Linked DNA regions of Mus musculus: all the other regions are linked to region 1. Evidence: chromatin contacts called from public HiChIP or PLAC-seq and promoter capture Hi-C data. All regions are on one chromosome and are shown on one strand. Each heading gives the region's core, a stretch centred on a gene start, on an enhancer-like site or on the middle of the called end of the contact. The rest is flanking DNA. Distances are from core to core; before and after follow the strand shown.

Region 1 (5,077 bases), core at 1,232-3,731:
TATTACTGGTAGCATCTACTATACTAAATGGTCATATATCCTGTGACTATTCAACTCTACTTATAGGTATTATATATCCAAAAGTAATACGGACATATGTTCATATTTACACAGTAGTACTAGTCTTTTTTTGTTTGTTTGTGGTTTTTTTTTTTTTTTTTTTTTTTTTTTTTGAGACAGGGTTTCTCTGTGTAGCCCTGGCTGTCCTGGAATTCACTCTGTAGACCAGGCTGGCCTCGAACTCAGAAATCCACCTGCCTCTGCCTTCCAAGTGCTGGGATTAAAGGCATGCGCTACCACTGCCTGGCCAGTAGTACTAGTCTTAAGACACCAAACTATAAATTGTCTAAATACTCATTAACGTAAGAATGGCATTTTTAAACCGGGTGTGGTGGCGCCCACCTTTAATCCCAGCACTTGGGAGGCAGAGGCAGGTGGATTTCTGAGTTCGAGGCCAGCCTGGTCTACAAAGTGAGTTCCAGGACAGCCAGAGCTATACAGAGAAACCCTGTCTCGAAATACCAAAAAAAAAAAAAAAAAAAAAAAGAATGGCATTTTTATACAAAGCATTCAACATTACACTATGACTACAGGCAAGCGTCTGCCTAGCCTGAGCCACAGTTCTCAATTTCTGAACCTCACGTTACGTTCCTTAAAACAGAACAAAGACCAGACTAAAATCTCTCATGTCGTGTCAGAATTCATTTCATAAGGACACAGTTAAAAGACCAGGATGTTTTATTATCAGAGATTAATGTAAATGAGAAACCATGTAGAGTCACCACCCATGCTTAACGATTAAAAAAAAAATGTTTTTAGGTAAATACATAAAAGCCTGAACCAAGAAACTAAGAGTGTAGCAATGGGGCACAGTGCCAGGTGAAAGGACTGCAAAGGCATAATGGCACACACCTACTAATCCCCAAACCTGGGAGGTAGATGAAGGTGTATCAAGAATTCTAGGTCATTCTTAGCTACAGGGACAGTGCAGCTAAGGCCAGAGTGTGGGGGGATAAAAGGAAAAGTCGGGAGCCACTCAACACTCGAGTTGTAGTTAGAAATTGTAAGAATTAGCCTGGTGTGATGGCGCACGCCTTTAATCCCAGCACTCAGGAGGCAGACGCAGGCGGATTTCTGAGTTCAAGGCCAGCCTGGTCTACAAAGTGAGTTCCAGGACAGCCAGGGCCATACAGAGAAACCCTGTCTCGAAAAAAACAAAAAAAAAACAAACAAAAAAAGAAATTGTAAGAATTAAATGCAGCTGAACAGGGTGACCTGGGACCTTAGTTATTTCCTGAGGGAGAAACTGATGCTCAAAAACAAGAAGCAACTTGTTCATATTCAGAGGCAGGAGAGAGATGCAAATCCTCTCCTCCGCCCTTAGGTGTGGGACTCTGTAAGTCACATAGTTCCGAGCGACAACCCATGCTTTCCAGTATCCCTGTGAAGGAAAAACGAGACCAAGAATGATAGCCAGCACTTAATGGTATTTCGCTCCGGCTACTCTCAAGTCTGAGAGACAGTGTTCTTGATCTGCAGTTCGAGTCCCACACACCCGTCAGATTCCAAAGTCCACTGGGCCCGAAAGCCTGGGAATCCCCCGATCACTGGGGGTAAGCTCCAGGAAACTAATGACTCAGAGTGCTTCGCTGTGTCCCTCGGCGTCTTCCACCCGCCTTACCCACACACATGCGCCCGATGATTCGGCAGCCGGCGATGGATGCGTGCACCACGGGAATGGCATCGGAGAGCTCACCCTCGAACACACTGTAGAAACACGGATTCGCTGCTTACTGGGGTGGGTCGCTCTTTTCAGACCTCTCGCTCTCCGCCTCCCTTCCCTTCCCGCCCCGGCGGCTCGGGACCAGAAGCTCTCGCCTCACCTATAGAAGTTCTCTGAGCCTCCGATGGCCACCAGGCAGTAGGCGTTTGTGAGTTTGGCAAAACAACCGACCTCACAGTTGTTCTCGAACGACGCTCTGACCGCCATGAGAGAGGCTGGGGGGCAGCACGACTGCGGGTTCTGGGCCGACAGATCCACTCCGGAGCCGGGTCAACCAGCCTCGCCTCCTCAAACCCCGCCCTCTCGGGCCCCTCAGATGCCCGGGCGTGCGGACGGATCCCTCCTGGCTCTCCTGCCCCAAGTCCTCTCGCCCTGCGACCCGGAACTGACTTTTGCCGCCCAGAGTCCCAACAGCTCACCAAGCGACTCCAATGTCTACACGCTGCAACAACTTCTCCCGTAACTAGCTTTCCGTTTCCGCCTCCTCCCAGGCCCGCTTCCGGGAGCGCGCAGGAGCCGGGCGGAGCTGCTGGTCACTCTAGCCCCACCCTTTGGGAGGACTCGATGGTTACTAGGTGACTCCGCCCGACCCCGCCTCCTGCACGTTTTCTTGCTTTAGGTTTTTGGCTTCACCTCCTAGTGGGTCTTTTTAGAAGGAATAATCAATCAAACCTGAGGCTGGGCAAATGAAAAGATGAGGAAATGAGGAACCGGTGTTGTCTGGTTGGAGCTGGATTGATTGGAGGGCTTTATTTACCGAGTAAGGACGGGAAAAGGGCGGATTTGAGAAAGAGGATAATCACACCCCGGCCACGCGGACGGAAGTGGGAATCTGGACCAGTGGCAAGGGTCAAGGGTTGAAGATTGAAATTTGGCATAGAGATCAACCAAGAGACCAGGATAAAGTGGTTGGAGGAGGCATAAGAACCATAGGCTGAAGAAGACAATGGAGACGGGGAAATGTGTTACGGAGAGATTGGAGGAGAAAGGGTTCTAGGGTAAGCAAAGATCTGAGAGCTGACTTGCTTCCTTGATGTGTTTATCACGCAGTTTATCACCCCATCAGCAGCCCTGGGGATAGTGGTATGGCCCATTTTCATAGAATAAACTTGTCTCAACTAGTGTAGAATATACAAAAGTCCCCAGGGTGTCTCAGAATGCCACAGTGGAAGGTAAAAGGAGCAGAGAATCACTTACCGCAGACTGTCTTATGCCATTCATTCTTCTCCAAGAAGATCTGATCTGAAAGGGGCATAAATGGCGCGGCGCCCTTTCCCCAGCCCCATCATACAGTCCCATAACCGAGAACACATCAGATTGCTACGGGGTCTAGCCACAATTGCCTTTATTGATTAGTACCATGCACAGTCTCCTGCAGGTGCTAAGTTCAGGAGAAAGACCCATGACCAGCTGCAGCCCGAGCTTCCAGAGACATTCAGCAAGGTGGTCTGTGTGTTTGTGTCTAAGTGTTCAACTACGTGCTCTGCTTATCTCCCCCAGCTCACCCCAGATCCGCTCATTGAGCCCCACACCACTCTCTGGCTTACTCTACCAAGAACTCTTAACTCTCCTCCACCTGGCTCTCCCCCTGTCCTTCAAGACCAGCCTCCAAGTCAGCCTCTCTCTGATAAGCTTTGTCGATCGCTCTACTATCTCCATGACCCTCTGTCCCTAATACAGTTTTCATCTAATACATCTGTCTTGTTCTCTGAGGTTTGTGCTTTTAAGCTTCAGCCCTCAGAATCTGCATCTAAGTAGCCTTTCGGCTCTAGGGAATGTTCAGGGTGAGGTTGTGAGCACAGCTTGGTGCAGAGTTAGGATGAAGAGTCATATGTGTATTTATAGTTTCTGAGTCTCAGGGGGGCTCTGCAGTGTGTACTAGAAGCTTGAATTTTCTGTGGCCATTCATTTAGGCAGACCATATTGATTATGTACCTGCAACAGAAGTTTTATTTTTGAGTTAATCAGAGAGCTCTGTATACTCGCTCTATGCATCTATGGGTGTACCTAGTCATTGTTCTCTGTGTACTGTACGGGCATCTGAAACATCCTTGTAGTGTCCATGTTTTATGTACATAGAAACACAGGAACTGCAGATTCTATGTGTTGTGTCTGGGCAAACAAAATTCAGATTTAGAGCCAGAGGACAATGGACTGGCAGAATTCCCTAACCTGTCACTTGATTGGATCTTCCTCCAAATTAACCATCCAAGCTCTGGACTTCAGTGCCCATTCTTATAAAATGGGAAGAATATCAATCGTCTGTTCTCTTTGGCCTCTGTGACAGAAGCAAGATGTCAAAAATGAGCATCATCCTTTGGAAGGCATCACAATAAGGCACAAACCTCGGCGCTGCCTCTGTGGCTCTAAGGCGACCACCTTCAGAAGTTGACCTGTGGAGAATGTGGCTGTCCTACCAAGTGTAAGAGGAAGTATAACGGGAGCGCCAAGGCCAAGAGACCAAACACTACTGGGGACTGGGCGGTCAGGAACATAAATTTGTCTGTCACAGATTCAGACTCGGATTCTGTGATGGAGCATCCCCAAACAGGGCAGCCACTGCAGCAGTCTGTTCATCTTGAGGATTTTCTACCAGTCTAGTTGCAAAGGCTTTTGAAAAATGGGAAGAATAATACTTGATACATCTATATACCAACAAGAGGTTCTATCTAGAGAAGATGGAGAATGACAATAACTGGTGTGACGTGTCCAACCCCAAACATACAGGAAACACTCAGTAACTGTGGTGTGTTCAGGTGTGTGTGTGTGTGTGTGTGTGTGTGTGTGTGTGTGTGTGTGTGTAAAAGAGTCTTGAGACCAGGAAGTTTTTGGCCTGGGCTGCTAGATGGCCCCCTTCTTTATGCAGCACCCCAGCTTCATACTCTCACACTCCAGACTTGAACCTGAGCATGTCGTCTCTGGATGGAGGGAGGATCTGTCCCTGCAAGGGGCAGGGCTAGGACTCAAAGCGACTTCGGAGCTGCTTGAATTTGGACTTGTTGTATTTAGTGATGAGGTCCAGTTTGCTGTGGCCCAAGGTCAGCCGTTTCTCAGGTGCAAACAGGTCATTGCTACTACCATTCTGATGGCCACTCACGGGAGCCCCTGGGATGCCCGGCTCAGGTTTCTGCCTGGCACCCTGCAGCTGATGATACTTGGTGATGAGGTCCAGTTTGCTGTGGCCCAGGGTCAGTCGCTTCTCATCTGCAGAGCCTACTCCAGCCATGCGAACTGGGCTTGGTTCTGGGGGACAACTGGGTCCAGGTCCCTCACTCCTGAATGGGCCAAACTTGG
Region 2 (5,077 bases), core at 937-3,436, 950 kb after region 1:
AGACCAGGCTGGCCTCGAACTCAGAAATCCACCTGCAAAAATAAAAATAAAAATAAAAATAAAGAAAGAAAAAAAAAGAAATTTACCTGCCTCTGCCTCCCGAGTGCTGGGATTAAAGGCGTGTGCCACTACTGCTCTGCTAAAGGATAACATTTCATTGGCCCTGGCTTACTGGTTCTGAGGTTCAGTCCTTTATCATCATGACAGGAAGCAGCCATGGTGCTGGAAGAATTGAGAGTTCTACAACTTCATCCAAAGGCAGACAGAAGACTGGCTTCCAGGCAGCTAGGATGAGGGTCTCAAAACCCACCCCCACAGTGACACACTTCCTCTAACAAGGCCACACCTACTCCAACAAGACCACACCTCCTAATAGTGCTACTCCCTGAGCAAGCATATTCAATCCACCACAACCAGCTCCATGACAACATCTTCCAGCTCCATGGCAACATTCTCCAGCTCCATGACATCACCCTCCAGCTACATGACATCATCTTCAAGCTCCATAGAATGATGCCCATGGCACCTGCACCTCACCCATCACACACAACCTGGACCAGAACAAATTTCCATACAGGATATTACTGAGACATCTGGCACAATTGGAATATAGGTCATAAATTAAAAGCCTAAATCAATGTTAAATCTTATGATTTTGATAATATACTATCAATATGTAAAAGAGTCCTCCTTTTAGGATATACTAAAATCTTATTCACTATCAAGTGTTGGGCAATGTGCATATTCCCACAGGGAAGAGTGAGGAGCCAAAGGTCAACTGGAGACTCTCAAGGAAGTCAGTTTTCTATACGAGTCTTAGAACCTTAGTATGCTTGAAATTATCTCAAAAGAAAGTTTCCAAAAATGAATAAATCCAAGACAAAATGGATCTCTCCCAAATCTGCTCCGCCTACGCCCACGCTGCCCAACTAAGAAAATGGCAGCACTCTCTCCAGCTGCCCCACTGAAATCCTGAGCTGGGGCGTGAGAGAGGCTCCTTGGTAATGGCACTTGCTGTTCGTATGTGGCCAGGCAGGCCTGCAACAGTCCACTGACTTCCACACCAACTCTCATCACGAATAAATAGAATTTTTAAAAGAATTGAATTCTTGGAGCCAACTTTCTTCTCATTCCAGTCTGGTCCGTTTTCAAGTCCTATTGGCTGAAGCACTGAAGTGTTTCCAGAACCCCTCCCCTTGTCGCCCAGTTTCCCACTGCCCCATAAGCCCAACCAGCATCTCCCCCACTTACTGTCTGCTCTCCTGTCCTTGAGCGTGCCATACGCTCTCTAAATCTCCTGCACTGACATCCATTACTTTTCCTTTGTGACTTCTGACCTCTACGCTAAGCTAAACTACTCCCCAAATTCTAGTTCCGGAAGTGTTTCAACTGTTACCTCTAATGTTGCCAGGACAGATAAAAACTGTTACCTTCTATTTATTTAGACAACCTTGCTCCATAGCTCAGACTGACCTGGAACCTACACTATACTCGATGTTGGCAATCCTGCTGCCTCAGCTTCTCAAATGCCGAGATTACTGGCATGAACCACCGCATCTGGCTCCATCTCCTCTCAATCTGGCTCCATTTCCCAGCATCACCCTTAACTCCTTTTCAGCCGAGCTCAGAACTGTCCCGGGATGTAGGCGGTTTCAGGCTCCCAGGGCTCCCTAGGCAGATGGATCAGTTGCCTGCCCCATTGCGGAGCCAGGCAGCTATTTACAAAGTAACTGAATGCCAGAAAGCCCTAGGGAAAGAGTGATGGCCGCTGTTGTGAGGATTGAGTCTCCCTGAAAAAAAAGGACCATACTTGGCCGGGTGAAAGCCAGCCTTCCACCAGACACAGCAGGGGCCTCTGGGACAAGAGGGGGTCGGAGAGCTGGGAAACGCTGAAGGCTCCGCCCTTCTTGCCAGTCTTGACACCTCAATCTGCTTCCATGCCCCAGCCTGGGCCGACCCAGAGAAAGGCTGCGTCGAGGGGGGCTATTCCAGGGGCACCCCAGCTTCTCAGCCTGCAAGCAGAGGCCTAATAAGGCCGGGCTGGCTGCCTCAGCCCCGCCCCCACCCCACCCCCGCGCATTCTTCTGCCTTGTAAGGCCGGGCGGCCTGCGGACCCTCCAGCCCCGGCTCCGCCCCCAGAGCTCCGAGCATCGAGCATCGGTCGGAGCTGCTGCCAGCCAACTCTCGAAGCACCGCAACAGCGCCGAGGACTTTTCTTCTCTGCAGCAGGTGGGAGCCCACTCAGCACCCGGGCAGCTACAGTAGGTGGTCAGGCTGAACCTCACCCGGCCTTCTGAGGGCTGTGGCATGCTTAGTGGTGTGGGCTGGGGCTACTGCCTTGCTTGGGTCCTAAAGGGGACCCTGGCCTGGGACTGAGCAACTGGTGGTTCTGCGCCCCGGAAAACTGGTCTTTGGGCAAGGAAACAAGGATCCAGAGTGTCCTTTTGCTAAAGAGCCTAACACACCAAGCCTGGAAACTCCAGGCTACCTGCCTGTAGAGATGCCAGTGAGGGGGTTGAGGGCATCCCTGACCCAAGAAACTGTGTGTGGCAGAGGAAATTGAGCCCTACGGAAGCACAGCGCTCACACCCAGTTTTGCAAACCCTACCCCAGGAGGGATGGTAACCACCTCATGCCTTCCTTATCTCCAGTGCTGTGTGCACTAGAGAACGGTGGGATGAGGGGGTCTTGGCTTCTTCACAACCCTCCAGCCGCCCTGGTTGCTTGATGAGCCGGTTGGAAAGCAGGGTATCTGGCACAGCCAGCTATGGAGACTAGTAATGAGGAGGGAGGGATGGTCTAGCCATGACCGCGCCAAGTTCCAGCTGTCTGATCCTTGGTGTCTAGGACCCCAGAGAGGGGAGCATATGGCTTCAGAGTTAAGGACACAGCTTATTCCTAATTTAAGTCACTCAACCAAGTCTAGAAAGTGCCTGGCCCTTCAAGAGCCAAACCTGCCACCCACTGGCCCCAGCCTAGCGTGGTGTCCTGGCTCCCAACCCTCTCACAGGTATTCACTTCCCTTTGTGTGTGTGTGTGTGGGGGGGATGCCTCTCAGGGATGTAGAGAGGGCAGGGATACACTAGGGGAGCCTAGCTGGGCCTGCCCTAGAGGTCTGCAGACAGGATGGGCTAAGAAAGCTGATGGCCAAACCGGGCAGTGATGGTGCACGCCTTTAATCCCAGCACTTGGGAGGCAGAGGCAGGTGGATTTCTGAGTTCGAGGCTAGCCTGGTCTACAGAGTGAGTTCCAGGACAACCAGGGCTACACAGAGAAACCCTGACTCAAAAAACCAAAACAGAGCCGGGTATGGTGGCGCACGCCTTTAATCCCAGCACTCAGGAGGCAGAGGCAGGTGGATTTCTGAGTTCGAGGCCAGCCTGGTCTACAAAGTGAGCTCCAGGACAGCCAGGGCTATACAGAGAAACCCTGTCTCGAAAAAACAAGAAAAACAAAACAAAACAGACAGACAGACAGACAGACAGGAAAGAAAGAAAGAAAGAAAGAAAGAAAGAAAGAAAGGAAGGAAGGAAGGAAGGAAGGAAGGAAGGAAGGAAGGAAGAAAGAAAAGAAAGAAAGAAAGAAAGAAAGAAAGAAAGAAAGAAAGAAAGAAAGAAAGAAAGGAAAAGGAAGAAAGCTAGCTGATGGCCATCTCAGCCTGGGCCACAGGAGATGGGGGACAGCTTCCAGGGACAACATTTCTGCCCCCGGTTCTTACCAATTCCCACCCAGCACTACACAAAGGAACCCCAAAGCCTGGTGCATGCTGTGGGGCTCACTGGGTTTTATACAGCTAGAGTCTCAAGACTGCAGGTAGATGTGGCCCTGGGACTTGCTGGAGCTGACCATGACCCCAGCCCAGAGGGTATTAGAGGCAGGGATAGAGGAGGAAGGACATAGGCCCTGGGCCAAGGTCTACAGAGCACAGGGCAGAGAAGAAGACGTGCTGGGGCCTGGACTAGCTGAGGGGAAGCAGACAGAAGTTTTGAGATGTATTTCCCCACAAGTTATGATGGGATCAGGTTGAATTCTTTCCCTGGCCTCAGTTTTCCCATCTGTACAGTGGAGCTCATAAACCTTTCACTGAAGAATCCTCTACTAGCCTGCTGCTGTGGGCTGCCCTAGTGGTGAAGGATGAGGGAGTCCGCAAGTGTTTGTTATCAAGATAAGGGTGGAGAACAGCACCCCTGGGACTCTAGAGCTCAGCCTGAGGACAGCTACAGAAGGGGGGGGCTGGAAGGAAGTCCTGGAACAGCTGTGGAATGCTAGAGGTCAAGGAGGAGACAAAGTGGATCAGTCAGGAGCTGGGAGAGCACACTGGGTCCTTTCATGCCAGGCTGGGGCATCGAGGTTTACTCTCGGGATGTGGAGAGGGGTTTTAAGGAGGCGACTGAAGGTCTGAGTTTGAATGGGATGGGAGAGACCGGCCGAAGCCAAAACACCAGGTCTAAATGGACTGTAGTTTCAACTTGAGGGAGCTTCGATGTACAGGAAGTGACAGAGGGCACAGGATGAAACCACAAGGGACCAGTCAGGCTCCCTGAGGAGAGCAGCTGTGTTCCACAGACTGTGCAGAAGATGGGGGAGATAGGGGGTGCAGGGGCATGGAGTGAGAGGGGTGGGGAGGGATGGGGGAGGGGTGAAGGGGCATGGAGTGAGAGGGATGGGGAGGGATGGGGGAGGGGTGAAGGGGCATGGAGTGAGAGGGATGGGGAGGGATGGGGGAGGGGTGCAGGGACATAGAGTGAGAGGGATGGGGGAGGGGTGCAGGGGCATAGAGTGAGAGGGATGGGGAGGGATGGGGGAGGGTATTATCAGAGTACAGAGCTGGGGGGTCCGACCCCTCCTAGGAGAGCCCTATCTTCCCGCCATTGAGATGGGCACATTGCTATGAAGAAATAAAGTAGACAAAGCACTTTAATGGTTGGCACCAAGCCAATCCTATTTTACCCACTCAAAGCAAAATGAATTGTTTCTAGGCTCAGCACCACTCCAGGGCCTCTCTAGATACTAAATTAACTGATTCCTGTGGCAGGCTACTCTGTTGCCCCCCTTCCCAGAGGAAGACAGATAGATG
Region 3 (5,077 bases), core at 924-3,423, 730 kb before region 1:
TTGGCAGTAAGGTGTCAATCACCAGGTTGCCCGCTGTCTCAGGAAGGCAGGTTCAGCCTCTCAGCAGGTAGCAGTGTCTCGGAGAAGAGCAGCCACAGGTGACAGAGCAATAGAACCATCTAGGTCAGAAGACTCCACCCCAGGTGGTCTCATTCTCAGTGGCAGCAAGGTCTGAATCATCCTGCTCAAGCTGGGGGAGGCTACACAGATGGTTTGAGTCACCATGTTGCTGGAAGTTGAACTCGGGACCTGTGGAAGGGCAGTCAGTGTTCTTACCCGCTGAGCCATCTTTCCCCAGATTGATACCTTTTAATTTGCCATCCAGTACTTCTTAGTATGTGGGTTGTGAATAGATACCCCCATGCTTATGAGACCCTTCCTGTTTGCTTCACACGCAGGTCTCATTTCAACCCTATTCACTGGCTGCTATCATTTTACCCATCTTAAAGATGATGGGGGCTGATGTGGGTGCGGTGGCACACACCTTTAGTCTTAGCACTTAGGAGGTAGAGGCAGGTGAATATCTGAGTTGGAGGCCAGCCTGGTCTACATAATGAGTTCCAGGACAACCAGGGCTACACAGAGAAACCCTGTTTTGAAAAACAACAAAAATCAATCAACCATCAAATCAACCAAAACCCAAATGGTAAAGATTCTAAGTTTGGGGCTAAGTAGGAAAAGCGAGTTGCAGAACATGACCTCCTTGGAAGGCGTAGGAAGAGAACAGGCACTTGTAGCACCAATGCATACAAACCAGACCCTGCACAATGTGTGATGTGCGGGTACGAGCAGGTTACTCTGCAGCAAGGATTGGAAAAGGGACCAAAAGAGGAATTTCACTTTTTCTCCACAGACTCTGACACCGACTGGCTGTGTGATCCTGGACAGACTGCATCACCTCATGGACATTTTTTCATCTGTGAGGGGAAGATTTCCTGGCAGTGGTCTGAGAAATGGTGGCAAGGACTGAAGGAGTTACATGCATGGAGAGTACTGTACCACCAGTTGGGCAGAGATGGAATTGCACTTCTTTTTGCTCTGTCTTTTCATCATCTTAGAAGTGGGTGGAGCCTCCTCTTCATAATTCCTACAGGGTTTAATACTGAGGAGAAACTTTGTAAAGTAAAGGATTTTTAGGGTTGGGGCGGTGGCACAGTAGGTAAAGCGCTCGCTGTGTCAGCCTGAGGACCCGGGCTGGTACTTACAACAAAGCATGGTATGATCATCAATAATGCCAGCACAGTTGCATAACGACGGGCACATCCCCGGGGAATCAGCTGCCAGCCAATCTCATGCTAGGTTCAGTGAGCAATTTCTCCCCAAAAATAAGCTGGAGAAGGACAGAGGATGACGCTGAACTTTGACCTCTGGCCTCCACACACATGCATGAGTGAGTGCACCCACATCAACACACACACACACATGTGAAAAACAAATCTTTTAAAATAATAATATGGGTCCCTAAGTACTGGAATTGAGAACAGTGCCTACATCCCAACGTTTGTAAGATGTCAGTGGACTGCAGAATAAGTGTGGGGATAGTCCTCATGGTAATTATTTGAAGTTTCTTTCGGGCGGTAGTAAATGTCAAATTCTTTCCATTAACCATCTCTATCGTCTTTGTTCCTCTGCAGGGGCTGAGTCAGCCTGTTGGGTGACCCAGGCCTGCCCTAGGGGAGGGAGGAAGCTACACAACTAAGTCCTTTGAGCCTCACCCCTGGCCAGAGGGCATCAGCAATTGGAAAGTAGCCCGGCTTTATGGGGAAACAATGGTACCAGCCAGCTGCGGGTGAAGCTGGGCTGAGCCGCCTGGCCTGATCTGGTGCGTGTTAAGAAGGGTGCCCCTCACACCTGAAGGGTCCACTTCACTTGAAGACAACTTAAGTATCCATCAATCAGAGACAATTCTTAAAGCACTTTGGAAAGGGTGGCTCAAGAGAGTCAGGGAATGTAGGAAGGGAACCCCCTGAGCATTCCCCATGAACAGCTCTATGCATGAAATCCCCCAGTCTCCCTGCTAGAGGACCTCAGAGTCCATGGAATTGAACTATTCTGGCACATGGGGGAGAAAACAAAGGATCCCTAAGGGGCCGAAAGCTGTCTGAGGTCCCATATTACTAACAACCACAGAGCTGGAGCTAAAATCCGGGTTCCCTTTGACACGCCGAGTCCACACCGAGAAGCGATGTGTGCATAGCCTTTTATGAGCACACTCAAGTCCACATCTCTGACGAGTGTCCATCTGACACATAAGATAGTGTCTGGTCACCTGACCCCTGGAATCTGAAGCATGCGTGTCTCCAGGACAGACTCTTGCCTGTCTGACTGTCAAGTCTGTAATGCAGTAATTGCCAGAGTTCAAAGCCTGCCTCTAGAGTCTGGAAAAATAGCCCATAGATAAAATACTTGCTATACAAGCACACGTTCCAGAGTTCAAATCTCCAGAACCCATAACATCCAGGTGTGGCAGTAAGCTTCTGTAGTCCCAGTGTGGGAGTGAGTAGATAGAGGTGATCCTGTGGGTGGGGCTTTCTAGCAGGTCAATCTAGTCAAACCATTCAGCTGCAGTTTCAATGAGAGACCTTGTCTCAAAAAATCAGGTGTGGAAGCAATAAGGAAGACACCCATTGTCAAGCCGTGACTTCAACTTACACCAGTGTGAGCAGGCACATCCCCAGACGTGTGTGCATTCACATATCACACATACTTGCACACAAACTCACAAAGCTCAGGGATAACACTTCCTATGGGCGTGACCTTGGATAAATTAGTTTATTGCTTTGGTGGCTCCGAGATGGCCCTCAGTGATCTTTACCTCAGGGTGTCTATGCCCTTACGTGGACAGTTTTCTGGGGAAGGGGGGAGGAGGGGGGAGGGGGGGGGTTCCTCCCACAGGGTATCTATTCCCTGTTGTAGGCAGTTCCTTCTCACGAATGCGACTGGCCTCTGTAACCACTGAAGGATTGCAGAAGTGAGAGCCCAACCTCAGGTCAGAGAAGCCATGAGAAGTTCTATCTTGCTCTCTTGAGCCACTGGCTATGGGGAGAGTCAGCTCCCATGTCAAGCTGCTCAAGGAAAGAGCCACACAGCTAGGGGCTGAGTCCATTTTCTGCTGCTATAACACGTATAAAGAAGTTTAATTGGCTCAAAGTCCTTGAGCTCTCTGCTGAGGGCCTTCTTGCTGCATCATGACTCAGATGCATGGAAAAAAAGGAACAGGGTGTGTGTGTGTGTGTGTGTATGCTGGGGCTGTTGGTGGGGGCTGGTCTTGCTCTTGCTTCTGATGATCAACCCACTCCCACAATGCTGGCTTTAGTTTCCTGATATGATTAACCTCCTGACAACCTCCCAACACTTTCAGAATAGCATCAACATCAGAAGAGGCATTCAGACCATGTGTTACAAGTACAGAGACGCCGGGTGGTGGTGGCACACACCTTTAATCCTAGCACTTGGGAGGCAGAGGCAGGTGGATTTCTGAGTTCGAGGCCAGCCTGGTCTACAAAGTGAGTTCCAGGACAGCCAGGGCTATACAGAGAAACCCTGTCTCAAAAAAACCAAAACCAAAACAAAACAACAAAAAAAAAAACAACAAAAGCAAACAAACAACAACAAACATTTCTCTCCTTCCATCTTAAGTTTCAGGGATCAAACTTAGGTTGTCAGACTTGCAGAGCAATCGCTTTCTCCTCATGAGCCATCTCATCAGCCCTGGTCTCCTCATTTTCCTAGCAATTTCATTCAGAGTTCAGGTCCGAAATACCCTAGCCCAAGAACAAACCCTGCAGGGAACCTCTGCCACCCCCCCACCCCACCCCCGCCCGTCCCATCCATCCCGCTCCTTGCTCCCCAGTCACTCCTTCCCCAGCTCCCTCTGCCCCGAGGTTCCAGTTTCTATCGCCCCACCCCACCCTGGAACTCATCAGGTCTTTCTTGGCTCATCTGCTAGGAAGCCTATGTTCAAAAAATTTCCTCTATCTCAGCATTTTCCAGGGATGTTCCCTGACCCCTGGAAGCTGCCCTGCAAAGGATTGTTTTGCTCCTTATATCTCTGGGAACCAGGTTTAAATTTTAACCTGCTATGGACTTGACCTTTGAAAAGTTTCTCAACCTCCTGAATACCATTTCTTCATCTGCTAAACAGGGAGAGTAACTTCTGCCTCTGGGCTGCTGGGGCATGAAAATAGATCCCGGGTATGAAATACCACTTTGCCGACTAGGGTACACCGGAAGCCCCCTCCAGCTGTCAGGTACAGCCCCGCCCCAGTAGCTTCTCAACTCTCAGCCCTGCCTGGCTATTGAGGCCAGCTTTGAATTTTTTTTTTTAATCAGGGGACATTCGATTTCTTTATTCAGGCTTTCAGCAGAACTTGCAAACATCTTCCAGGACTTTCTTTCTGCAGCTAAGCTAGGTTATGAAGAGAAGAGGGGTTTTGTTTTAATGGTCTCATTAAATAGCCCAGGCTAACCTTAAACTCATGGCCCATGATCTTCCTGGCTCAGACTTCCAAGTACTGAAATTACAGGTGAAAATAAATAAATAAATACATAATAATAATGTGTGTGTGTGTGGTGCTGAGAATCAAACTGAAGATTTCACGTGTGCCTGGCAAACACTATTTTTTTTCTTTTTTTTTTTTTTTCCTTTTTTGAGACAGGGTTTCTCTGTATAGCCCTGGCTGTCCTGGTACTCACTTTGTAGACCAGGCTGGCCTTGAACTCAGAAATCCGCCTGCCTCTGCCTCCTGAGTGCTGGGATTAAAGGCATGTGCCACCATACTCGCCTCAAACACTCTATTTTTATCCCCCAAATAATTTTTTTTTTGACATGAGGTGTGTGTGTGTGTGTGTGTGTGTGTGTGAGAGAGAGTGTGTGTGTGTGTGTGTGTGTGTGTGTGTGTGTGTGTATGCTCATTGCACAGCATGAGTGTGATGGGCAGACACCTTGGGTATTGGGTATCAACCCTTAAGGCACCTTTATCTTTTTGTTAGAGACACAGTCTCTTTTTATCTTTGTTTGTTTGTTTGGTTGGTTTTTTTTGGTTTTTACAGGGTTTCTCTGTATATCCCTGGCTGT
Region 4 (5,077 bases), core at 934-3,433, 590 kb after region 1:
TAATCTAGATTCTTCTAGACCACGTTTTGAGCATGATGATATCAAGGAGACACTCACTCTTGTTACCAGCCCCCCACGTGACTGTTAACTGTAAAGAACATAAAATTAGGTGTGAAGTTTCTCAGTGCACCGGTCACATCCTAACTGCGCAGTAGCCACAGGTAGCCGGTGGCTGCAGACAGTAGGATCATAGAAATTTCTCGCCGGATCATACCTTACACTTATTCTGCACGGCAGCTCCTTCTGTAAGTTCCAGCTCAGTCTTCAAGCCTGTCGAGATCTTCTGGAAACTTATTCTGGTTTCCACAGTGTTCTCTCTGCCCCTCTGTCTCTCGCTGTCTCTTCCTCTCTGTCTCTATCTCCTCCTGACAGCAGCAGATCTGATTAGCAGTTCAGATTTCCTCCGCTTCATCTAAAACCAGTGATAACAGTCCCTCGCCCCAGAGCAGAGGGCATCGGAGCCATGCCCATGCCATGAGATAGTTGTTTAACAAATTAGGTCTCCGAATCAGGGTCTGTGCTTGGTATCAGGAAACTACATGGAGACAGAAAACACCCATAAACAGAATCCTGTCATGGTGGGTGCTGACTGGAGTAGGTCAATTACTGCCACCTCACATTCAGGGCTGGCCTGATGGCTAAATATGGGAGTTCAAAATCAACGTCCAGGATCCTGCCTCTGCCCCTTTCCAAGCTCCTTAGTGACTTTGTGCTCACGGCTACCGTCTGTTGCAACTGTACAGATGAAATGAGACATGGAAGTATTTCTTCCATGCAGTGGAGCGGCTGAGTGAGCACTGCTGAGTCCTGTCTTAGGTAGGGCCTTGGTTTCCTTAGTTTTGTCCTCTCAGTTTATCAATGTCCCTGGAGGTCCAAACCAGGCCTCCCCTTCTGGATTTATCTATTCAGCTGTTTGATTCCAATCTGCTCTTAGCATCCTGTAGCAGAGTGGTGGGGGTGGGGAGGAGGAGATGGGACCGCAGTGAAGAACCAGAATTACTGGCCTAGCCTTTGATTCTGTGCTACCTGGGGCAGACTCAGGTGGATCCCAGCTACCACTTAAGATAAGGTAAGGTCACAAGAGGTGAAGGTGTTTACATTTTGGAGTCATTTGCCTAGGTTGTTACCCATGCAGAGGCCTCTAATAAAACCCGGTAAGTTCTTACATTTACTTCTTCCTTTTCTTCCCTTCAAAGTCTAACAAAGGAGGCTTGGTATTCCTGGCCTTCTGAGGTCTGGCCCTTGCTCTGGGAACCCAAGCTCAGTTTCTTCAGCTAACCCCATAGACGCCCTACCTTCTATGGATACTATTCTAGGTTCACTGTTTTCGTTACTTTGTCCTTTTCCTATGCTTAGCTTTACGTGTGTGTTCAAAGCAGTACCTTCCGGCAGGAGCCTGTAAGGTCCAGGGCGGATATAATCATAATTCAGAGAAACGCTTGACTTTGGGCATGCTTGGGCCTGTGGGTCCCCAGGGTCTTGGGACCAGGGGCTCGGCCCTTGCTTCCAAAGAGTGCCAAAGGACTGCCACCTCAGACTGGTTGGAAAGAGCTGCGTGGTCCTCCACAGCTCCGCAGCTTAGGCCGCCCGAACAATAGGAGGGAGGCTGAAGGGTAGTGGGCGTCGGCCAGGTCCCTGCTGGAGGGAGTGGAGGCCAGTGGTGCTGCTGGTCCCCCAGGTTAGCCCAGGCTACCGGCCTGAACGCCAAGCTCTCAGTCAAAGGCGAGGTGAAGCAGACTTGGTGCCGGTGGCGACTCTCTAGGAGGTGGAGTAAGGCCGAGCCCACGGGGCTGGGACCTGGAGGGAGAGGAGGCTCCGTGGAGAGTCTCGTCTTCGTGGTCCCGCTGCTCGCCTCGGCCTCTGAGCTCTGCCTAGGCTCTGGTGGGCGTCTGTCCCACGTGGGGGAAGCCAGCGGCGCGGGCTCGCGGGGCGCACACCCCTCCGAGTTCCCCTCCCTGGGATCGGACGCGCCTGCTCCTGGGCAGCTCGGCTCTTGGGGCCAGTGGGTCGCGCTCGCTACTCGCACACCCTTCGGACGCTGCCTGGCCCGGATCGCCGCCGCCTCCTCCCAGGGAGCTGGCGGGGCGGGGCAGAGGGGGAGAGGGGGTGTGCGGAGCGGGCGGGGAGGGGGCTGAGCGCCGTGGGAGGGAGCGAACGAGCGAGCGAGCGAGAGAGCGAGCGGGGCATTTCTGCGCAGCTCCGGAGCGTCTTGGAGCCTGCCTGGGCGGCCACTGGACGAAGGGACTCAGAGACAGACAGACAGACGGCTCCCGGAAGCCGCGCCGCCGCCGCCAGGTTAGCAGGGCGCGGAGACCGAGCAGGCTGTTGCTACGTCCCGAGCTCGCGTGCTGGAGGACGTGCGTGGCCGAAGCTACGATTCGTGTCTTTGCGGGTACGTGTCGGGGTCCACATCTCCGGGTGTGCGTTTAATGTGAACGCGCGTGTGTCTGTGGGTCGGTGCAAGTGGTGTGTACGTGCGTGTGCATCTGAGTAAGGGGCTGGGTGGTGTACTAATCTGGTAAGGGTCTGTGTGCCCTGGTTTGCTTATCCGGAGATGTGCCTAGAGAGGGTGTGTCCCAATGTGTAACAGTGTGTACATCTGGATGAGGCAGTGTGCCTATGCTGATGATGGCTTCGCTTGTGGCTGAAGCCTATGGCGGGTGTATGTGAGTGTTCGTGTGTGTGTGTTTCGCTGTGTGCACGCCAGTGTGACTCCCCGTGTGTGTGCGCGTGTGAGGGCGGGTGTGCACCCGCGTAGCCCCTGTGTGCGTGTGCTCGGCTTTGTCTCCGCACTGCCGGGAGGAAGGGGGTGGGGGCGGCAGCCGAGGCGCTGGCGTCGCCCGGAGCCCGGCACTGGCCGAGGAAGTGGGTAGCAGCAGCGGCGGGGGCGTCTTAGCTGAGTGGAGACTCCCTGCTGGCAGGTGGGCAGCCACACCCGGGGTACGGGAGAGCCCTACTGCCAGTGGAGCCTGGCTCCCAGCTGAGCTGAAGCAGAGGGCGTGGCCTGCTCAAATCCCGGGTGTGTGTTTGTGAGGGGTGGGGTGGGGGATTAGGTGTGAAGAGGGTGTGTCTGTGCGCAGGCATGGGTGTGGGTAGAAGCAACAGAGGCCCCTCAGCGGGGTTCTGTGATATGTTTCCTTGCTGTGTAACGACCATCACCCTGGCCAGCTACAGCCCAGCCTGGTTAGGTACCCTCCACCCTCACCCTGGACACTGTTCGGAAGGGCAGCAGCCTAGGTACCCTACAAAGACTAGTAAAACTGATCACTATCTTAAATGGCCAGCGCCCCACTCCAAGGAATCCCCTCTCAGAAGGTCTTCATACTTTGAGAGAGATGTGTTTCTGTATCTCTTCCCCCATGTTTTGGGCACTGCATGCATGTCTAGTCTGGGTGAGTGTGTGCATTCTCCCTGTATATTTCTTGTGCATTTAGGTGCATTTGTACATTTTACTGATGAAGAATAAACAAAATATCTCTGGATGTATATGTGCATTTGTTTTGATAAGTTCTGGTATATCTGGTTTGTTTTTTTTTTTTATGAGTGTGTAAGCTGTTTGTGTATTGGCGAGCCAGGATGGGGACAGTAAGAGAAGTGCCATTTTGCTGCTAACTGGAACAGAATAGAAAGCCCCCTATATTTGAAAAACAAGATTACAGGGAAGTTTGCGGATTTAGTCACTGTCTGCCGGGTTCAGATACTGGTACTGAAATGTAGGTAGACTAGGTTTGACAAGGATCTAGAGAGGCTGAGAATCTTACAGAGGGAAGGAAGGAGGACGTGCAAGCCCAGCCTTCCTTCTCCTGGCTCTTCTCTCTAACTTCACTCCTTGCTGGTTGGCTTGTGTACAAGGATAAGGGTGCGGGCTTTGGAGTGGAGAGGGAGAGTGCAGGGAGTGTAAACGGGAGTGGACAGTGCAGGAGTGGGAGGGGCGCCCCCCAAGGCAGATTTCTGCAACTCCCCAGCTGCTTTTCTGGCAGAGGCCGCCGAGGCAGGGGAAGCTGGGATTCTTATCTCTCTCCCTGAATACACACCTCAAGAGAGCCGCTGCCCTGGCAGCTCACTGGCGCTGAAATCTGGTGGTGGTGGGTGTCTCCTTTTGTGTTTATTTTTATTAAGCTGCTTTTCTCGTCAAGACCCTGACCTTCCCATGCCTCAGTTTCTCTGTTTAGGCGGCTAGGAAGCTCAGTGTCGTGTCTTTGAGGCAGGTTGGACTTTGGCTCAAAGCTCTAGACCTGTCTTATTACCAAGATTTAGGAATTCACTGTTCTTTAAAAAATGTTATATTTGATATGCATGTGACCATCAGAGAATAACTTGTAAGAGTCAGGGATTGAACTCAGGACATCGGGCTTGGTAGGAAATGGCTTTACCCAATGAGACATCTTGCTAGCCAGGAATTCAGACTTCTTGCCCCCAGAGATCCTGGCCATACCTCCCTACCTTCCTCAATAGCACCCAGACCACCAGTTCTCAGTGTGGTCCATCTTACCATCTGCAGCAAGGTTACCGGTTTACTAGAAATGCAAATTTGGAGCCTTCTGGTAGACATACACAATGCAAAAATCTGGAGATGGGGTTTAGCAATCTATGTTTTAACAAATGCAAATTATTTTGACCTGTTCTACAACCCTCTAGAGAAGCCAGGAAGTGCTAGATTGAAACAAGAGGATATCCCTTCTTTTTTGCAACCTGCCATACATGTCCCTGAAGTAGCCCCAAAGCCTACCTTATTTGGTAGGGGTTCTGGCTTCAAGCCCCAGGTCTTTCTTGTGGTCTTAGACAGATAACTCCTTTGCTGACCAAAGCAAACTCTTACCCCGTAGCTTCTTCTCTAAGCTCATTTTCCTCAACCCTTACCTTGATTGACAAGAAGGCAGGTACAATCCAGTCCTTGCCCACTTGACTTTGGAATTTGTGCCTGCAGGCCCCTCCGTTTAGCACCTCATCCCCTGCTTCCTCAGACTTTCACATGACTGTGTCTTTTGGGGGAGGGGGCAGGGCTTTGCCAACATCCTAGGTTAGGCAAGTATTTCCCTTCATCCATCCCTAGAGCTCCGGTCTCTCCTAGGGCTTG
Region 5 (5,077 bases), core at 1,373-3,872, 570 kb after region 1:
TGTCACTCGTCACTTGGATGATACACTTTCACAACTCTTCAGAAGACAACCTTGCTATGAACTAACAGAGTATACAGAATGTGTGAGTTTACTAACTACTTTTGTCATACATTGGCAACCTCTTTAATACCTAGAGACTAGATATCATAGGACTCGTTTGTCCAGTATGTACAATATATACAGCATAGCAAAGTTACATGAGATGCACACAACACACAGGGGGATGGGTAAGCTAGAAATGTCTAGCACACAAATGGAATCTTTTTGCAGTTCCTTCCCTCCCACCTCCTTGATCCACTGAACAAGCACAGCCGGTACACTGTTCTCAGAGGCGGGCTAACAATTCTACTTCTACACACAGCATTTCTCCAGTTTAAAAAAACTATATACACAAAATATTATTCTATTACCTGTACCTTTAAATGTATCAAGCACTTTCAGATATCTAAAAGACTAGATGTTTCATGTAAGAACTTATCTGCTATTGACATGGCACTGGTAAATAAAACTGTATGCAAAGCAATGGTTATTATCTGAGGTATCTTCTAAACATAACCATTTGGGCTTCGACCCACTTTCTTCTCCCTTCAAACCAATAGACAAATATAGGTATGTGTAATGCTTAGATACAGCTGAGCAAATCCTATCCCCAAGCCATTTACAGAACAAAATTTTCTATGAATTTTAACGGTGTACACTATGTGCTAAATTTACTACTTTGTCATACATTGGCAACCTCTTTAACATCTAGAGTCTAGATGTTGAAAATTTAGACATATTTGTCCATTATATACAGTATACACACAGCAAAACAAAATGCAAGAATATAAAAATGGCATCTGAAAAGGTCCCATATACACACACACTACATGGCCGTTGTCACTGCCTCCCAACACCTCCTCCAAACCCCGGAGCAAGTAAAGACAGTACTGCTCAGAGGGCTCATCACCCCACTCCCCAAAGACAACGACTCATGAGTGTTTGCAAAAAGATATTTACAAAGTGATATTTCACTACCTCTACATTTAACATACGTTGGGCACTTCTAAACATCTAGATAGACCAGATGTTTCAAGTAAGGACTGTTGTCCACTATATACACAGCAGTCAGTAAATGGCACACGTAACAAGAGTAATTACAACTTTAACACAAAATGTAAAAAAAAAAAAAAAAAAAAGTGTTGTTCTACTAACTCTACTTTGTCATACACTGGCAACCTCTTTAACATCTAGAGTGACTAGATGTTGTAAATTAGGACCCCTTTGTCCTTTACATACACTATGTACAAAGAAAAGCCAAACAAAATGGGATAGTGGGAGATAGTGGTTCCTTTCCACTCACGGACCACAGTAGCTTAGAGCTCTGGATTTCCTTCTGGGAACCAGGGCACAAACACAATGCGGTCAACTCAGGAGAGGTTTGGCTTTTCTTCTCCAAACAATAATTCAAATGAATCCTAACAAAAAGGTATTTACAGCATGTTTACTACTTATAAAATATGGCAGGCACTTCAGAGCAGCTAGAAAGACATTACCCCCAAAACCTGGCATTTTCAAACACACTCAAATACACACACACAGGCACACACGCAAACATGGTGTGGGGGGTAAGAAATGAGGACTAAAATGCATACACAATACAATAGGATAAAAAAGAGAGACACGTCTTCTTCACACGACCAATCTGGCTCCGGGCCTCTTCTTCCTCCTGCTGGATCCTCTAAGGTACTGAACAAACAGGGACGAGTGTCGCTCCTGGGTCTTTCTAGAGGCGGCCTAAACAATTCCATTTCAAAATCACTTGCAGAAGACGTGTCCACGATCTTCTTTTTATGGCGACTGGGTATTCACGTCATCTCCTACCTCTCCTTTACCCTGCGTCGGCAATCTCTACAGTTAGACGTCCAGATTTAGCCAGAAGTCTAAAAAGGGTCGGGGGAAAGGTTGAGAGCAGCTTTTTCATATTATATACACAGGACTTCTACGGCGACAGCGTTTCCGAATGGCCGCCTGCGGTTGTCGCGTCTCGGCTTCTCTCGGGTGGAGGGAAGACCCGCGGCCCAAGAATCGATCGTTCCTCTCGCCGTGATTCGGGGCCCCGCTCACCTTCGTCCAGGCCCATCGAGGCCTCGGTTCATCCAGGTCTGCGTGCTCGGCCACGGGTGGGCCTCCCGTCCCGAGCCGGCGATGGCAGAGTGTTCTTGCTCAGACCCGCCGCCTTAGGCCGCAGAAGCCCCGAAGGCCCAGCCTTGGCCTTCAGGTGGATGCCATTCTTCCCGTCATGCCACGCTCGCCGCCACTTTCGAGGCGTCCTCGAAGGCCTGGCTGGGACTCCTCGGTGGGCCCGGCCCTGGAGAGAGGGCGCCGGTGGAGTCGGGGAGGCCGCCGCCATGCAGGCGCATCGTTGGCAGGGCAAGAGTCGCTGCGGAATGGCCGCGTGGCCTAGCCGGTGGCTGCCTCGAGGGCGAGGGCTCCTGGCGTCCGCAGAGTAGGGACCGAGGCTGCTCCCGGGCCCCTCGGGCTCACCCGGCGCGGGCCGAGGCCGTGAGGGGCCCGGGGCGAAGAAGGCCACACTCCCGAGCTCGCTGCGCTCTCTGCCGGAACTGACTTGGCAATTCTTCTCGCCCAGGCTGGAGCGGCACCGGAAGCCCGCAAAAACACCACCGGAGAGCTAACGTTTCCCCAACTGCAAGGTTCCGGCCGGGAGCGGGGGGGGGGGGGGGGGGGGGGAGCCTGGGGTTGGGGGCGGGGGTCTTTTTTTCTTTAAGTCTCTTTACATCTTTTGTAGAGACTAGAAGGCCAAGGGGAGAATAAAAGGCCAAAAGTGAAAAAGAAAAAAAGAAAAAGCCCACACTAGCAGTCCCAGCAATTTGTGATACATTATAAAAATAATTATAGGCAAACGCCTAAGGGCCTGAAGTACTACACTAGTCTCACTAGAAGTGGTGTTATAAACTAATTACCTAGTAAGATAGTGAACTGCTTGCCTCTTATCTACTCAAATACAACCCCATAGAATTTATTATTCCATGAGGCTAAGAAGGCAAATCGGACCCCTCCCCCCACATCACCCCTCTCACAGTTTCTGTCCACGGTGGTGTGTGTGTGTGTGCGTGTGTCTGTCTGTCTGCCTGCCTGTCTGTTTCTGTCTATCTGTGTCTGTGTAAAAGTTTTAGATGCCCTGGAACTGGAATTATAGACAGCTGAGCTGAGCCATCTCTCCAGTCCCCTGGAACAAAGTCTTGAAGGAGGCAAGGGATAACATAGTCTCACAGAGTGTGTGTAAAGAGCCTCCCTAACAGAAGAGAACAGCAAACAGTTAACAGGCTATGAAATGGACCACATAGGCCTTACCTGCTCCACAAAGAGCTAAGGCCAGGGAAGAGAGGAGGGTTGGATCTGGTCAATGAATACAAGACAGAAATGAGAGCCACTGAAGGGCTTTGAGATGTGCCATGAAAGTCAGCGGAATCAGGGACAAGGTCAGAGATGAGAGCCCTTACAGCAGATGGTGACGTATGGTATACAGTAGTTCTCCTGACCCTGGGTTCCCTTTTTCGTTTCAGCTACCCAGAGGTGAACTGCTTCCCAGAAACACTAAGTGGATAATTTCCCAAATAGTCACTGTGTACGTTTTACATTGCCCATAGTCCATGATGCCCCATACCATCCTTCCAGGATGTAATGTGTGCTGTTGTTTACTGCTTCCACTCACTGGTCAGTTAGTCACTCTCTCAGTTATCCGACTGACTATGATCAAACCACACAGCAAGTTCCAGGTTGGCCAAGGCTGTGTAATAAGCACTCTTCTGCCCCACAAAACATGCCAATGGCAACACTATCCTTGGGCCTGGAGAGATGGCTCAGCAGTTAGTGCTTGCTCTATCAGTGGACTAGAGTTTGGATCCCAGCACCTACATCAGGAAGCACAAGATGCCTGTAACTATAAGGAATCCAAAGCCCCTTTAGCTTCTGTTAAAACGCACACTCACATACGCACACGCACGAAAACACAAACACACATGTGGGCTGGAGAGATGGCTCAGCAGTTAAGAGCACTGTCTGTTCTTCCAAAGGTCTTGAGTTCAATCCCCAGCTACCACAGGGTGGCTCACAACCATCTATAAATGGGATCTGATGCCCTCTTCTGGCATACAGGTGTACATGCAGATAGAGCACTCATACATAAAATAAACAAATTTTTAAAAAAAGACAGAATAAAATGTCATAAAATCATTTTTTATTTAATTATGGTTCCAAAGTACAATGCTATAGTGGTTTTAGCAAATTGGACATCACAAAAAAAGCTATGAAGTGCTTCCTTCAGTGAAAAAGATGAACTTTTCTATTTAGTAAGGAAAGAAAAAAACGTGTATGTTGAGAATGATGAGCTCTATAGTAAGTATAGCCCTCCCTGACAACTGTGCTGAGGGTGGAGCCCACAGCCATGGGCATGCTTAGGATTTGCTCTGCCACTGAGCCACCTCTAGCCTAAGCTTACGACTCTTGATGTAAACACACACAGGATCCCAGTCAGAAAGGCCTTTCTGATGAGAAGCTGCAAGAAGACCACAGACTCTTGTCTACGGTAGATGACCAAGGGCCTGAGACAGGGGAATGACTGGAGGGCTAGAAAACTGAAGCAAAGGTCTCTAGCATTGCAAAAGAAGTGCCTGCCAGACTTAGCACCTGCAGAGCAGGAGTGATCCCATGGGGGAGGGTTTCAGACATGAAGGAGGGCTGGGCGGATAAGTGGGCACAGTGACATATCAAGGAATCAGCCATTGTGGTCCCTTTACTGCACTCTGGCTTCCCCCACAGCCAAGCTAGCTGGTATTCCTGGCACCCAGAGACAGCAGTGATACACATTTCCCGCTTTCTTTCAGTGATGATTTCTTAAACAATTTATTTTTATGCACTTTATATGCATTGGTGTTTTACCTGCATGCACGTCTGTGTGAGGGTGTTGTATCCCCTGGAACAGGAGTTACAGACAGGAGCTGCCATGTAGGTGCTGGAAATTAAACCTGGGTCCTCTTAAAGAACAGCCTTAATTGTTAAGCCATCTCTCCAGCCA

What was found. Promoter capture Hi-C pulls out the DNA fragments that hold promoters and counts their contacts. HiChIP or PLAC-seq counts read pairs in DNA pulled down with a chosen protein or histone mark.
Region 2: a promoter capture Hi-C map of pre-B cells shows a contact between it and region 1, with 3 times the contacts expected there. The contact joins the promoter of Myl9 here to the promoter of Eif6 in region 1. A contact is called at or near these places in 2 of 39 promoter capture datasets (liver and pre-B cells).
Region 3: a promoter capture Hi-C map of pre-B cells shows a contact between it and region 1, with 3 times the contacts expected there. The contact joins the promoter of 2310005A03Rik here to the promoter of Eif6 in region 1. A contact is called at or near these places in 5 of 39 promoter capture datasets (the C10 cell line, liver, pre-B cells and 1 more) and 1 of 115 datasets of contacts at active chromatin or transcription factors (bone marrow-derived macrophages).
Region 4: a contact with region 1 is called in a promoter capture Hi-C map of pre-B cells, with 3 times the contacts expected there. The contact joins the promoter of Epb41l1 here to the promoter of Eif6 in region 1. A contact is called at or near these places in 2 of 39 promoter capture datasets (liver and pre-B cells).
Region 5: a contact with region 1 is called in an H3K4me3 HiChIP or PLAC-seq map of pro-B cells, with 4 times the contacts expected there. The contact joins the promoter of Norad here to the promoter of Eif6 in region 1. A contact is called at or near these places in 3 of 39 promoter capture datasets (liver and pre-B cells) and 2 of 115 datasets of contacts at active chromatin or transcription factors (large pre-B cells and pro-B cells).

The regions. Positions count from the first base shown.
Region 1 is chr2:155,824,444-155,829,520 of GRCm38.p6, forward strand. It overlaps Eif6 (eukaryotic translation initiation factor 6), which reads right to left and starts at 2,482. Exons shown (of 6, transcript NM_010579.2): 1 at 1,884-2,482; 2 at 1,682-1,767. The coding sequence starts at 1,990. Fam83c (family with sequence similarity 83, member C) reads right to left here. Exons shown (of 4, transcript NM_027788.3): 4 at 4,740-5,077. The coding sequence ends at 4,740.
Region 2 is chr2:156,773,278-156,778,354 of GRCm38.p6, forward strand. Myl9 (myosin, light polypeptide 9, regulatory) reads left to right here and starts at 2,187. Exons shown (of 4, transcript NM_172118.1): 1 at 2,187-2,229.
Region 3 is chr2:155,097,906-155,102,982 of GRCm38.p6, forward strand. It overlaps 2310005A03Rik (RIKEN cDNA 2310005A03 gene), which reads right to left and starts at 2,174. Exons shown (of 3, transcript NR_040634.1): 1 at 2,123-2,174; 2 at 1,206-1,330; 3 at 1-1,102. It overlaps Gm45609 (a long non-coding RNA gene), which reads left to right. Exons shown (of 3, transcript XR_001783519.2): 3 at 854-1,605.
Region 4 is chr2:156,418,908-156,423,984 of GRCm38.p6, forward strand. Epb41l1 (erythrocyte membrane protein band 4.1 like 1) reads left to right here and starts at 2,184. Exons shown (of 25, transcript NM_001368800.1): 1 at 2,184-2,392.
Region 5 is chr2:156,390,357-156,395,433 of GRCm38.p6, forward strand. Norad (non-coding RNA activated by DNA damage) reads right to left here and starts at 2,623. Exons shown (of 1, transcript NR_024329.1): 1 at 1-2,623. The region is part of intron 2 of Gm14170 (a long non-coding RNA gene); the gene reads right to left.